Linked DNA regions of Mus musculus: region 1 is linked to region 2. Evidence: chromatin contacts called from public Micro-C data. All regions are on one chromosome and are shown on one strand. The core of a region is the stretch at or near the end of the contact, and the rest is flanking DNA. Distances in the headings are between cores, read along the strand shown. Region 1 has its middle 59 kb from the start of Gm31836. Region 2 overlaps Rbm19 (RNA binding motif protein 19).

Region 1 (6,233 bases), core at 979-3,478, 160 kb before region 2:
CTGATGGGTCACCTGGATGTAGCACTGTGCATGCCAGGCAAGTACTCTAGCCCTGTGCTGGGCTCCTGGCTCTAGAATATCACCATGGTAATTAAAGGGCTCCTATGACTGATGACAGCATCACTGTCAGGGTTCCTAGTGCTGTCATCCTGTCCCCATGGAGTCTGCCCTGCTCATGGCCTTGGACGGCAGCATGGGGAGAAGTGAACTAGGTTGGCTCAACCCATGCTCTTATTTCCTATTTCTTCCAGAAGAAGCTGGACCCTTGACGTTCTGGGTCTTCACAACTAGAGTTCTCTGTGGACTAAGGCAATCAGGGAGGGAAGCTGAGAGGAGGTGACATTGTCCCAAGTATCTCCCCCCATCTTCCCCATTGTGAATGATGATCTATATAATGATGGCTACCCTCTTACATTGCTCAGCCACAAGCAAGCCAGTGACTCTGATTCCAAGAGCCAGCTATGCTCCAAGTTTTAAGTGTCTCTTGGTGGTATTATTTGTCTATCTTTATTTGTTTGTTTTTCTTTTTAAAAAGATTTATTTATTTATTATATGTAGGTACACTGTCACACCAGAAGACACACCAGAAGAGGGCATCAGATCATATTACGGATGGTTGTGAGCCACCATGTGGTTGCTGGGATTTGAACTCAAGACCTTCAGAAGAGCAGTCAGTGCTCTTAAACCACTGAGCCATTTTTCCAGTCCCTGTTTGTCTGTTTTTTTTTAATATTTTTTATTAGGTATTTTCCTCATTTACATTTCCAATGCTATCCCAAAAGTCCCCCATACCCTCCCCCCACCACTCCCCTACCCACCCACTCCCACTTTTTGGCCCTGGCGTTCCCCTGTACTGGGGCATATAAAGTTTGCAAGTCCAATGGGTCTCTCTTTCTGTTTTTCAACACAGGGTTTTTCTATTTCTTTTTAAAAATCGGTATTTTATATATATATATATATATATATATATATATATATATATATATATATACATTTCAAATGTTATCCCCCTTCCCAGTTTCCCCTCTGAAAACCCCCCATCCCACCCCCACCCCCAAGACAGGGTTTTTCTATGTAGCCCTGACACTCACTCTGTAGACCATGCTGGCTTCGAACTCTGAGATCAGCCTGCCTCTCCCTCCAGAATGCTGGGATTAAAGGCCTGGACCAACTGTTTTGTTTTTGCTTTTGAACTTCTAGAGGTTGGTTGTCCTTCCACTATGTGGGGCCTGGGGCTTGACATGATACTGTCATGCTTGGTGGCAAGCACCTTTACCCACTTTCTGGGTTCCCCAGTCTGTTTGAGATAGGGTCTCCTGTAGCCCAGGCTAGCCTCAAGTAGGTATGTAGCCCAGGATGACCTTGAACTCTTGGATCCTCCTGCCTTCCTGCCCAAGTACAAGGATCATTAGGCGTGTACTACTATGCCTACTTGGTGCATGGCTCGTGTTAGAACACAGAACATCACATAGGATGGACATGCCTACCACACAGTCAGCCTCCAGGGAAGAGAATTCGGTAATCTCAGGAATATACATCAGTTTTCCTTTCACCAGACATCTGGTACAGATGCTATTCCCAAACAACAGCTAGAGAGAGAGGGCTGTGTGTCCAGGCTAACCAAGCCAGCGCTGCTACATTCTAGAAAGAGAACCTGGGGCTGGAGTGAGCAGAGGGGGCTTCTGGGAAAAGGAAGCTTTGGTCCAGAGCTGTTGTTGAGCTACTTAGGTGCTCTAGTGGGGGCTTTAACCTCTCTCTGCCCAGGCTGGAGGTGCACCTCACTTCTGTCATTCCTACACAGAAGTCAGGCGATGCTGCCCAAGGCCTCAAGGCTAAGACAGGAATGTCTCCCTGGCTCATCTGGGCTGTCTGGTTTTAGCATCCAAATCCTCATATCGTGGGAAAGTGTGCAGCCCCCAGCAAGCTGGCCTGGCTGCTTATCCTATTTGCAGGAACGGGGCTGAGACTGGGGTCCCACACAACCTCTTCACTGGCCTCACCCCCCAGCACCGGCCTTTGCTCTCTTCTGTCCGCCCCGCCCCCCTTTTCAGAATGCACCGGCTTCCCTCCTGGTCCCCCAGGACTGCCCGATCCCAGGACTTCTGCAGATCTCTGCAGCACTCTCTCTCTCCCTCTGGTTTCTTATCTGAGTGTGTTCTCTGGTTCAGGCTGAGATAAAAGTAAGTCTTAAGACCGCATCTCCACCAGAGGCGGCCAGCCCCGTCCCCCTCCTGGCTCATCCCCTGGCCCGGCCAGATAAAGGGTTAGACCCAAGCACATGTCATTTTCTTTGTGTGGAATCAATATTCACCAAAGTTTATCTGGCCTACATGGCAGGAAGTGCTAATTTCATCCGCGTCAATTATTTTGATGAATGCCCATAATGCCCAGGGTGTGAGGAGAAGATAAAAGAATTACTGTGCGCGCGTGCACACACACATACACACACACACACACACACACACACACACACACCTCACACATGTGTGCTAAGCCACCAGTACACGCAAGGCACATGGGGAAGGGAGGTGACGGACCCAGGCTCCACGCAGTTTGATGATGTGAGCCTAACAAGGAAAACCTGTACAAACCTGGTGTCCATGCTTGGCATTTAAACAATAGCTGTGAATCTCAGGGCCATTTTGATACATCCCACCCAGAGGACGGTGGCAATGTCCCAGCCAGTTTTTTGCTGGCAAGAAGGAGATGCTAATGGGAGTAGAGACCAGAGATGTCGCTGATCACCCCACAGTGCACAGCACAGGGGCATGGCTTGCTTGGCCTGTGTAAGACCTGCATTTTATTCTAGCTCTGTAAGGAAGAAATGAATTATCCGGCTCAAGAGTCAATGCAGCTGAGACTCCCGTCTCAGGAACTGAGTTGGTTATTTATTTATTTATTTATTTATTTATAATTTATTTAGTTGATGCCTATAAATATAGGATTCTAGTTTCTAACAATACTAGCAAGGAAATATTGGGGGATTTGCCCCCTCCCCTTTTTTCTGAAGATGGGTTTAAGCAACAAGATGTCAAAATACATGAGCAGAAATCAAAAGTGACTCATGTCTGTTATCCTAGCACTTGAGAGGCTGAGGCAGGAGGATTGGAAGTTTGAGCCCAGTCTCTGGGTAATATAGCAAGAGAGAGGGAAGAAGGGAGGGAGAGAATGAAGGAGAGAGAGAGAGAGAGAGACAGAGACAGAGAGAGAAAGAGAGAGAGAGATTTAAAATGTTACTAGCTAAACAGCAGAGTGGAAATGTTCAGTAGGCACCCAATAAAATGAATCCTGGGGAATTCCAAGATTCTCCCTTAGAAGTGTGTGTGTCCCTGCCTGTGAAAGGGTCACAGATCTCCATGCATATGTACTGTTTGTAGTCACACAACACTTGTGCACATTTCTGCTGCTGTGGGCCACACAGAGTGCAGGGGAGGGGCTCTAGTCTCATAGGACAACACTCTCTTTGAGGCTATGCCATGCAGCCCAGGCTGGCCTCAAACTCACTATGTAGTTGAGGCTGACCTTGAGCTCCTGAGTCCCCTCTAGGGCTGCCTTGATGGGATAGCACCATCCACCATGCTGGTTTCAGGAGTGCCGGGACTAGAACCCAGGGCCTCAGGCATGCTAGGCAGGTGCTGAGAACAGAAACCATGACGTCAGCCCCATTCCTCACAGTTATCTGTTCCCAGACCAGCTGGAGTCAGCTAGAGGCAGCCTAGGGTCTGCATCCTCTACTGCTTCTTCCCCATGTGTCTAGGTTGTAACTGTGCCTCACCTCAGAGCCTATTGTGCCGGCCAGCCCAGCCTCAGGGAATTGTGGGAAACTCTTCATCTTCGAGCAAGAGTCACGGCACTTTTTAGACAAACACACCTGAGGATGCTCCTCTCAGGGGGAGATGCTGAGTGTCAATCACTTAAAATATGATGTTGGGAACCGATGTCACGATATATGATAAAATATGATGAGCGGATGATCTGCTATTTATTACAGGCGGCTGATCTATGGTGCCGCATTACCGTTATGGATGGTGATGTATCACACACTCCAGCCCGCGTTAGGGATTATGGATTCATGCACTTGGGCTGCAGGGGTCTGATTTAAGAACTCCCCATAACTGGCCTACCTCTGACTCTGCCAATCAAAGTCTCTTTGGCTAGGTGGGACGGAGGATCAAAGGTCTTCAATCCCAGAGACTAAGTCGTGTATGGATTTGAGATTTCTAGGGATTTGGGGCCCATGGACCACAGATTCTGACCAACTCAAGTGGGCCCTGGGCTTTGGGTCTGCAAGAGCTTGTTCTCAAATCTGCCTGTATCAGAGAATAAGACAGCTGGGGCCAATGGCCAGACAGTGGCCTAAAGAGAAAGCCGGTTGCGCTTAGGATCTTGAAATCGAATTATAAGGAGTAAGAATGAATCAAGACGGGATATCCCAAGGTAATAACAGGGACCCTTGAGAGTTTGAGTCATCAAAGCCTAGCGAATGGCAATGTAAATACTGTGCAGATAAACAGTAGCCCTCACAGGTTCTGAGGGAAGACACTGAGTGGGGTGAAGATCTGTCCTGAAATATTCGCCACACTACAGACACCCAGGTCCTAAATTCTAAGGGCCCAGGAGAGGGCTAGTGGGTAAAGGGGCTTGCCTGATGGCCTGAGTTCCAGCCCCAGGACCCACATGGTAGAAGGAGAGAGCTGACTGCCTGCCCCAAGTTCTCCTCTGACATCTGCTTTTATGCCATAGCATACGCACGCATGTATACATACATACATACAAAAAGGTGAATAGAAATTATAGGATAACATCCAGGTTGTTCTCCAGCCTCCACGTGTATGCTCACACCTGTGGTGTTGGGCAAAGTCCCCCAGCTGTGGTCATTTCCATGTCCTGGGATCAGGAGCTCAATCCCAGCCTGAGCCACCTCAACAGTTCCCAAAAGGTTTGTAAGCTCCATGTGGGGCTGAAGCCAACAGGAGGGCTCTGCTTGCCTCCCCTCCCCTCCCCTCCCCTCCCCTCCCCTCCCCTCCCCTCCCCTCCCCTCCCCTCCCCTCCCCTCCCCTCCCCTCCCTTCTCCTCCTTTGCCCTCCCCTCTTCTCCCCTCCTCTGTCCTCCCTTCCTCTCCCGTGCCCTTCTCTCTTCTCCTCTCCTCTTCAGGGTGCTAGGAAGATTCACAGAGCAACAGAGAAGGCTAGCACCTCAGCTGGGATGGTCAGTGGCAGGGATGGTTTGGTCCCCACAGCCCCCACTTCCCACGCAGAGTCTTGGCTCTCTTTCTCCATGTGATAGTCTCTTTAGTAAGGGAAGCAGAGTCCTCAGACAGGTCAGGCTTCAAGAAGTACAACCAGACAAAGAAGGGCCAACCAGGAAGTCACACAGTGTGTGACACTTGTGGTTGTCCTGTGTTCCCTGTGAGGAATGAGACCTGCCCAGGCTCCATGGAGGAGGAGAATCTGAAAGTGGCTTTCCAGGAGGTCAGATTTGCTGGGTGTAGATCAAAGAGCTGACCTAATAGGCTGTGCTTTGACTGGCCAGTGAGAACCATTTTTTTCTGGAAACTTCCTACTGCCCTGTCAGTGTCCTGGGTCTACAGCTTTCCGCTATGGGGACCCCAAACCAGCACTCAGTTTCCCCACAGATCCAAGAGCATCTTAGGTAATTTAAGGAAGAGGACACCTTCTTAGCTTTTCCAATTGAGGGGACTGATGAACGTCTCACACAAACGAAGCAGTTAGTACACAATGCAGTTTTAGCCCCTGAACAATACTCAAAGTGAGAGAGGGAGAGAGAAAGAGAGAGAGGGAGAAGAAAACAAAGGAATTCAAGAGGCAACCATCTCCCGAAGAACAATGCCACTGAGCAAACCCTTTAGAATCGAATAATTATTTTCTTCATTCTCCTAAAAAAATAAAAATAATCAAGACCCACTCACAGTTTTCAAGTGTCTCATTGTGCTTACCAGAGAGGAATCTTTGCATTAAGAGATGGTGGCTGTTGGTTAGAGTGACATGTCCCTTCATTAGCAGAAGGGGATGTGTTCTCTGGGATGTCTCACATCTGCTGGCATTCATTTCCTTTTGCCTCTGACTTGTCACTCACGAGGATGAGAGTGAGCCTCAGAGAGGAGGCAGCTCCTCTGGGGTTCTTTCTAGAACTCTGGAATTTCTCAACAGGGACCTGAGCCTCTGCTTTGTGCCGGATTCTGATGTGAGTCTGGGGCTCTAGAGGTGGAGAAA
Region 2 (5,386 bases), core at 1,659-4,158:
GCAGTATCATGATGGGCAGGTCCCTCCTGAGCAGGCCAGCTTCCAGCTGCTCCTAGCCCCAGCCTCAGGAGCTAGGGGACTTTTGAGAATGGCTGGCACCTAGTTCTAGGTTCACAGCTGGCCTGGCCAGAACAGTCCCAATGAGCCAACCACACCCTCCCTCAACACCAGGATATGCAGGCCATACTCTGCTGGTATGGCAGACCTTCTTCCCGCAGCCCAAGCAGGGCTACCCGCCTCCCCACACTCATCCTGGCCCCTGGATCCTGGGGTCCATGTGGACCTGGAAGGGAAGTGGGAAAGGGGGTGCATGGAGCTATGAGACATATGCAGGCTACACTGGTGCTGGGGCCAGAGGCTGAATCCCTACCTTAGCACCCCATTTATAGTACAGCTGTGGTGGTTTGAAAGAAAATGGCCCCCATGGCCCCACAGGGCATGGCACTGTTAGGAGGTGTGGCCTTGTGGGAAGAAGTATGTCACTGCTGGGGTGGGCTTTGAGGTTTCATATGCATAAACTATGCCCAATGTGGCTCAGCTTCCTGCTACCTCAGTATCAAGATGTAGAACTCTCTAGAACTCATAGCTCCTTCTCTAACAGCATGTCTGCCTGCACACTGCTACATTTCCCATCATGATGGTAATGGTAACGGACTAAACCTCTAAGGCAGCCCCAATAAAATGTTTTCCTTTATATGAGTTGGCATGGTCATGGTGTCTCTCCACAGCACTGGAAGCCTAAGACAACCATGTTTAATGAGACCAAGCACAGCGCACAGGCATGAAGCATACACTCCTGCATCCGCATACACATATACATGGTACACGTGCATGCACACACTCCTGAACCCAGCACTGGGCTGTTCTGAAGTACATGTGCCCATGACCTCATCCACAGGTTGGGATACTATCACTGGTCACCAACTGACCAAGTGACCTCCTTGCTGGTCCCCGACCTGCTCCTGCCCCTTCCCCACTGGGCTTGTCAGCTGCTCACGCCTCATCCCTGGCTTCTCTCTGCTTAGCTCACACCAACTGCTCCGGCCTCTTTGCTGACTGCCAAATCTGCCAAACCAGAGCCTGCCACAGGACCTTTGCACATGCTGCGCCTGCTCATTCTTCATCTCCTGGATCCCTATGAGGTCACAGCACAAGCATTCCCCAGGGTCCCTGTTACAGAGGACTCAGCTAGTCTCTATTGCTTTCCTCTTTACAGAGCCCCAGCCCCATTGTGAAATCACTTTCTCCACTGGCTCCGGTCTGTGTGTCTCAGATATGAGGGGAGCTCACCATGTGTGGGGCCAGGCCTGGGATAGTGATGTCCACCCCAAAAACACCCATGGAAATGAGTCTGTCATGCTCAGCCTGTGCCTGGAACAGAGGCCTGGCGACCACACTTAGACGGTGTTCCTAAGTAGCTGTGGAGTCACAGACCCGAGCTCAGACCTTGGGCTGAGCACTCTGAGCCATACACATATGCCCTGCCCACATATGTGAGCTCAGAGCTGCAGGCTTCCCACCTTCTCGCCATCTAGAAGGGGCATCAATAAAGGTTCTAGGAAAGACCAAGAAGGGACCAGGGAAGCAGCCTGCCACAAGCATCCAAGAGGGCTGCAACCTCATGCCCTGTGCACACTGCAGATTGCTTGGTGGGCCCTCCTGGGCCACAGGAGGAAAAGCTGTGTACCCTTAATCCGAAAGACAAAAACGGTACAAGGCAGAGAGAGTGATGGGGAGACAAAGGAGAAACAAAAACCTGGGCACCATGAAATCCAAATGGATGACGAGAAAAGGGAGAAGGAGCAGAGAGGGGGAAGGGTGAGAGAGGTGGAGGGCTGGGCATGGCACAGGATGGGGTGAGCAGCAAGGTGGGCTGCAGGGACCGGGAGGGGCAGGGAAAGACTATTCCACCTCAGACAGCACAATGGCAGCCAGTCACGGGTGGCCACAGGGGGCGTCATTAGAAGCAGGCTGTAGGATTCCCCGGCCCCTCCCCACTGGAGCTCCTGTGAGGCCCACAGCGACAGCCTGTTATCAGCAGCAAGCAGCTTTGTGGGACCTCCCCTGACTCGCAGCCCTTTATCTGGAGGTGAGGGTCTTGGTTGTGGGGAGATAAAACACGCTGTTCCTGTCCCTCGGGACTCAGCTCAATGCAGAAAAGCCTGCCCCTCCCCCCTTGCCTATGAAATCCTATTCTGGGTCCGCAGCACTCTAGGTCCTGGCCCTACAGGGATGGGAGAGCTGGCGGTACCTTGGGAACAATGGGCAGGGCAGAGTGAGGGGGCACAGAACAACACTCCAGGCATGGGTGAAGGGGCACGGGATGACATTCCAGGCAGGGGTGAAAGGCACGGGATGACACTGGGCAGGGGTGAGGGGGCACGGAATGACACTCTGGGCAGGGGTGAGGGAGCAGGGGATGACACTCTGAGCAGTAGACTATGTAGTCAGACAGGATGAGAAAAGCCACAGGAGGCCAAGGTGGCTTTGGGTAGGGGCAGAGAGATGGTGTGAGCCCAGTGCATCTGGGCAGGGCCTAACCAGGGACAGCTTCCTGGTCCTCCTCCCAGGTCTAAGGTTGCCTTGGTGTAGGTCACAGGCTATGGCCCTGGAAAGCAACCTCTCAAGGTCAGGGCCTGGTAGTGGGGACAAGAGACAGAGTACCACCCCCAGACCCTGGACACCAGTGTCAGGAAAACTCTCTAGCTCTAGAGAAATGTCTGCACCCAAAGTCGCCAGTGATACTACTCAGTCCACCTCAGCCCCTCCACCTGCCCCCTCACCGGAGCAGCAGGAAGTTCTAGGGATGTAGCCAGTCAGCACGTGCGTCGGCTGACACACAACTCTATGTGGCTACAAGGGCACTGGGACGCTACTTAGCTCCCAGCCTGTGGGTGACAACAGTAACCTTGGGCACCCTGGTGGCCATCACCCATGTTACAGACACAAAACCAGAAGTCAGAAAAGGGAGGCGCTCCCTCAGCCATGTCGAGGAGGAGACGGCGCATGCACTGGACAGCGAGTACATCTCCCCCCGCAGTGCCACGGCTGTGAGTGTAACTCAAGGTCCCACTGGCTATACACAGACTCAAGCCACAGCCACCTAAAGTCACCTTCGCGTGCCACCATGCAACCACTCACTGGCTGGGGCCACCAAACCCTGGAGCCAGTTTCAAGCCTCACGTGTATCAGAGGCTCAGACACAAACACCGCCAGAGCTCAGCCCTCTCTGCAGAGGGGTGAGTCACACACTTCCCACAGTCCTTCACTGTCTTGGCGCCTACCTATGCAGCGGTCCTGCTCTCCCTCTGTCTAGGGCTACATCCCCAGATGCTGGACACCAGGGTGCAGTGATAGCCCAGCCAGGATGGAGATGACAAGTGAGAAATTAAAGTGCAGATTACGATGTTTATCAGCATCACCATAAAAGGGGAGAGATGTGGATGCACCCATCAGGACAGGGGAGCAACCACTCAAAGCCTCTGTGAGATGGGCCTCCTGGGGTGTATGTCTTTGGGAACTCTGGGGTGCTGAGGGGGAGAACTAGCCCCAGGAGAGGCAGCACTTGCAGAACGCCCACAGCCTGAGGTCCCAACCCACAACGCTAATGATCAACCAATGCAGGACCGCGAGGAGAAACGTCTCTGGATAAGATCGTGAGCAGGCTTGAGGGGACCTCTGGTCTGAGAGACACCGTGCCACCTCCTGACTGAGGCTAGGAAGAGGTATCCAGAAGGTCCAACCCGCTACCAGAGAGCGACAACCACAGTGTGTCAGGGTCAGAGAGAAGTGACAACCCACACAGAACTATGGCCTCCAAATGACCCTCAGTGAGCAGAGACATCACAGCCTGGGTGAGGATCCGAACCCTACGTGTGCCAACCCTGGCACTTGGCTCCCCTTTGCTTGCTGCAATAGACTCCTATGTGTGTATACCTGAATATACAGAAACCACAGAAAATGGACTATGGTCTCTACACCTGTAGCTCAAGGTCACCCTCAGCTAACAGGAAGCCTGAGACTACCCCAAACTACACGAGAATAGCAAACTAGACCAAAACAATAAACAATGAATCTACACAGCACCTTGACCCACCACAGCCGTCTAGTGGGTCCTCACACTTGCTGGTGCCACTGCCCAGGCTGCATCTGGGATGTGACCCCGATGCTTCTGGTTCTCAGAGTGGCAGGCACTCCTGAACATCAATCTGGATAAGGGAGAGCTGTCCTATACCTAATGTCAAAGATGTGCCCTCCCCCTCCCCACAGTGAGGCACCAGCCAAAGGGAACCACTGCTGTTTCCTCTCCCGACCACCAGGGGGCACTGAGACACCCGAGCTGCTACAGAGGGACCAGCAGACACCACTGATGCTGGAGACATGGTTCCCAAAGCCTCCTTCAAATCCCAGTCAATACACTCAAAGATTCTAAAACCTTCGGCCAAGAAATTAAAACTCGGCCACCTCTAGTGACACGACTGCAAGGGTCTACTCTTCAAATGACACATGACATGCCTATGAAATCTACCTACAGGCAGAATGAAGGACACCCAGCCAGTGGCCTAATGACAGTCTCCCCCACCCCGGCCCACCCTTCTCCCAGCGCTGCCCACAGCATGGTGACCCCAGACTCTGCCCTTACCAGTCTCCTGCTCCACCTCGGCTTTCTCTGCAGGCTGCTCATGCTGGGAATCTTTCTTCTGGGGGGCTGCGCCAAAGACACCAATTGGAGCCCACTCCAGGTACAGGGGGACATGGTGGAACTGCAGAAACAGGGTGCCAAGGCTGTGGGTCCCCATCTAAGACCTAGCTGGAGACTGAGTGCTGCTTGACAGAAGGGCCAGAGATGACTGACAGAGCCAGGAGAAGCCAGCTGGGTACAGAGCCCTTCCTGCACTGGCAGGGCCCAGGGCCCTCTGTACAACCAGGTACCTGAGCAGAGCCCGCAGACACTAATGTAAGACACAGGTCATGACGCATACAAGCCCCAGGCACACAGAAATTCCTTGTACTGAGTGGAATAGTGCCTCGCCAAGACACAGTCAAGTCTTGACCTTGAGCCCCAGCCTGTGACTGTGACCTTGGCAATAGGAGGCAGATCTTGGGGTGAGACTGTGCTATCTGGCTGGGCTGTAAGTTTGATACACGAGTCGGGAGGTTGGAATGGGATGGGCAGAGGTGAGTGGGTGAGACTGGGCTGCCAATCAAGCTGTGAGATCAGAATCCTCCGTCTCATGCCACCAAGCTGGCAGCGGCCCCTTGTCACGACAGCCTGGGAAACTCATATCTGCTGTTTTCTTTTCTTTAACCAAAAGTCAGGAGACAGCCCCAGGTACAGCCGTAATGCCCACCATGGGGCAGCAGGCTCCAAGAGGGAAGGTGGGTT

The links. Hi-C and Micro-C count contacts between places; a contact is called where the count stands out from the background.
Region 1: a Micro-C map of the G1E-ER4 cell line shows a contact between it and region 2, with 2.2 times the contacts expected there. The contact joins two enhancer-like sites. A contact is called at or near these places in 1 of 39 promoter capture datasets (frontonasal cranial neural crest), 4 of 484 Hi-C or Micro-C datasets (the G1E-ER4 cell line, differentiating embryonic stem cells and nephron progenitors) and 4 of 115 datasets of contacts at active chromatin or transcription factors (differentiating embryonic stem cells, embryonic basal ganglia, embryonic midbrain and 1 more).

The regions. Positions count from the first base shown.
Region 1 is chr5:120,290,731-120,296,963 of GRCm38.p6, reverse strand. No RefSeq gene overlaps it. Among named protein-coding and RNA genes, the nearest start is that of Gm31836, 59 kb to the right of the region's middle. Within about 2 kb of position 2,228, at least 4 of the 459 cell types and tissues checked have an H3K27ac peak or open chromatin away from gene starts, as enhancers often do. A contact at or near this core is called in the G1E-ER4 cell line, where this site is marked.
Region 2 is chr5:120,133,138-120,138,523 of GRCm38.p6, reverse strand. Rbm19 (RNA binding motif protein 19) reads right to left here. Exons shown (of 24, transcript NM_028762.1): 16 at 4,643-4,763. All of the region lies in intron 1 of Gm10390 (predicted gene 10390), which reads left to right. Among named protein-coding and RNA genes, the nearest start is that of Gm10390, 3.4 kb to the left of the region's middle. RefSeq lists an enhancer at 1,590-2,746. Within about 2 kb of position 2,908, at least 11 of the 459 cell types and tissues checked have an H3K27ac peak or open chromatin away from gene starts, as enhancers often do. A contact at or near this core is called in the G1E-ER4 cell line, where this site is marked.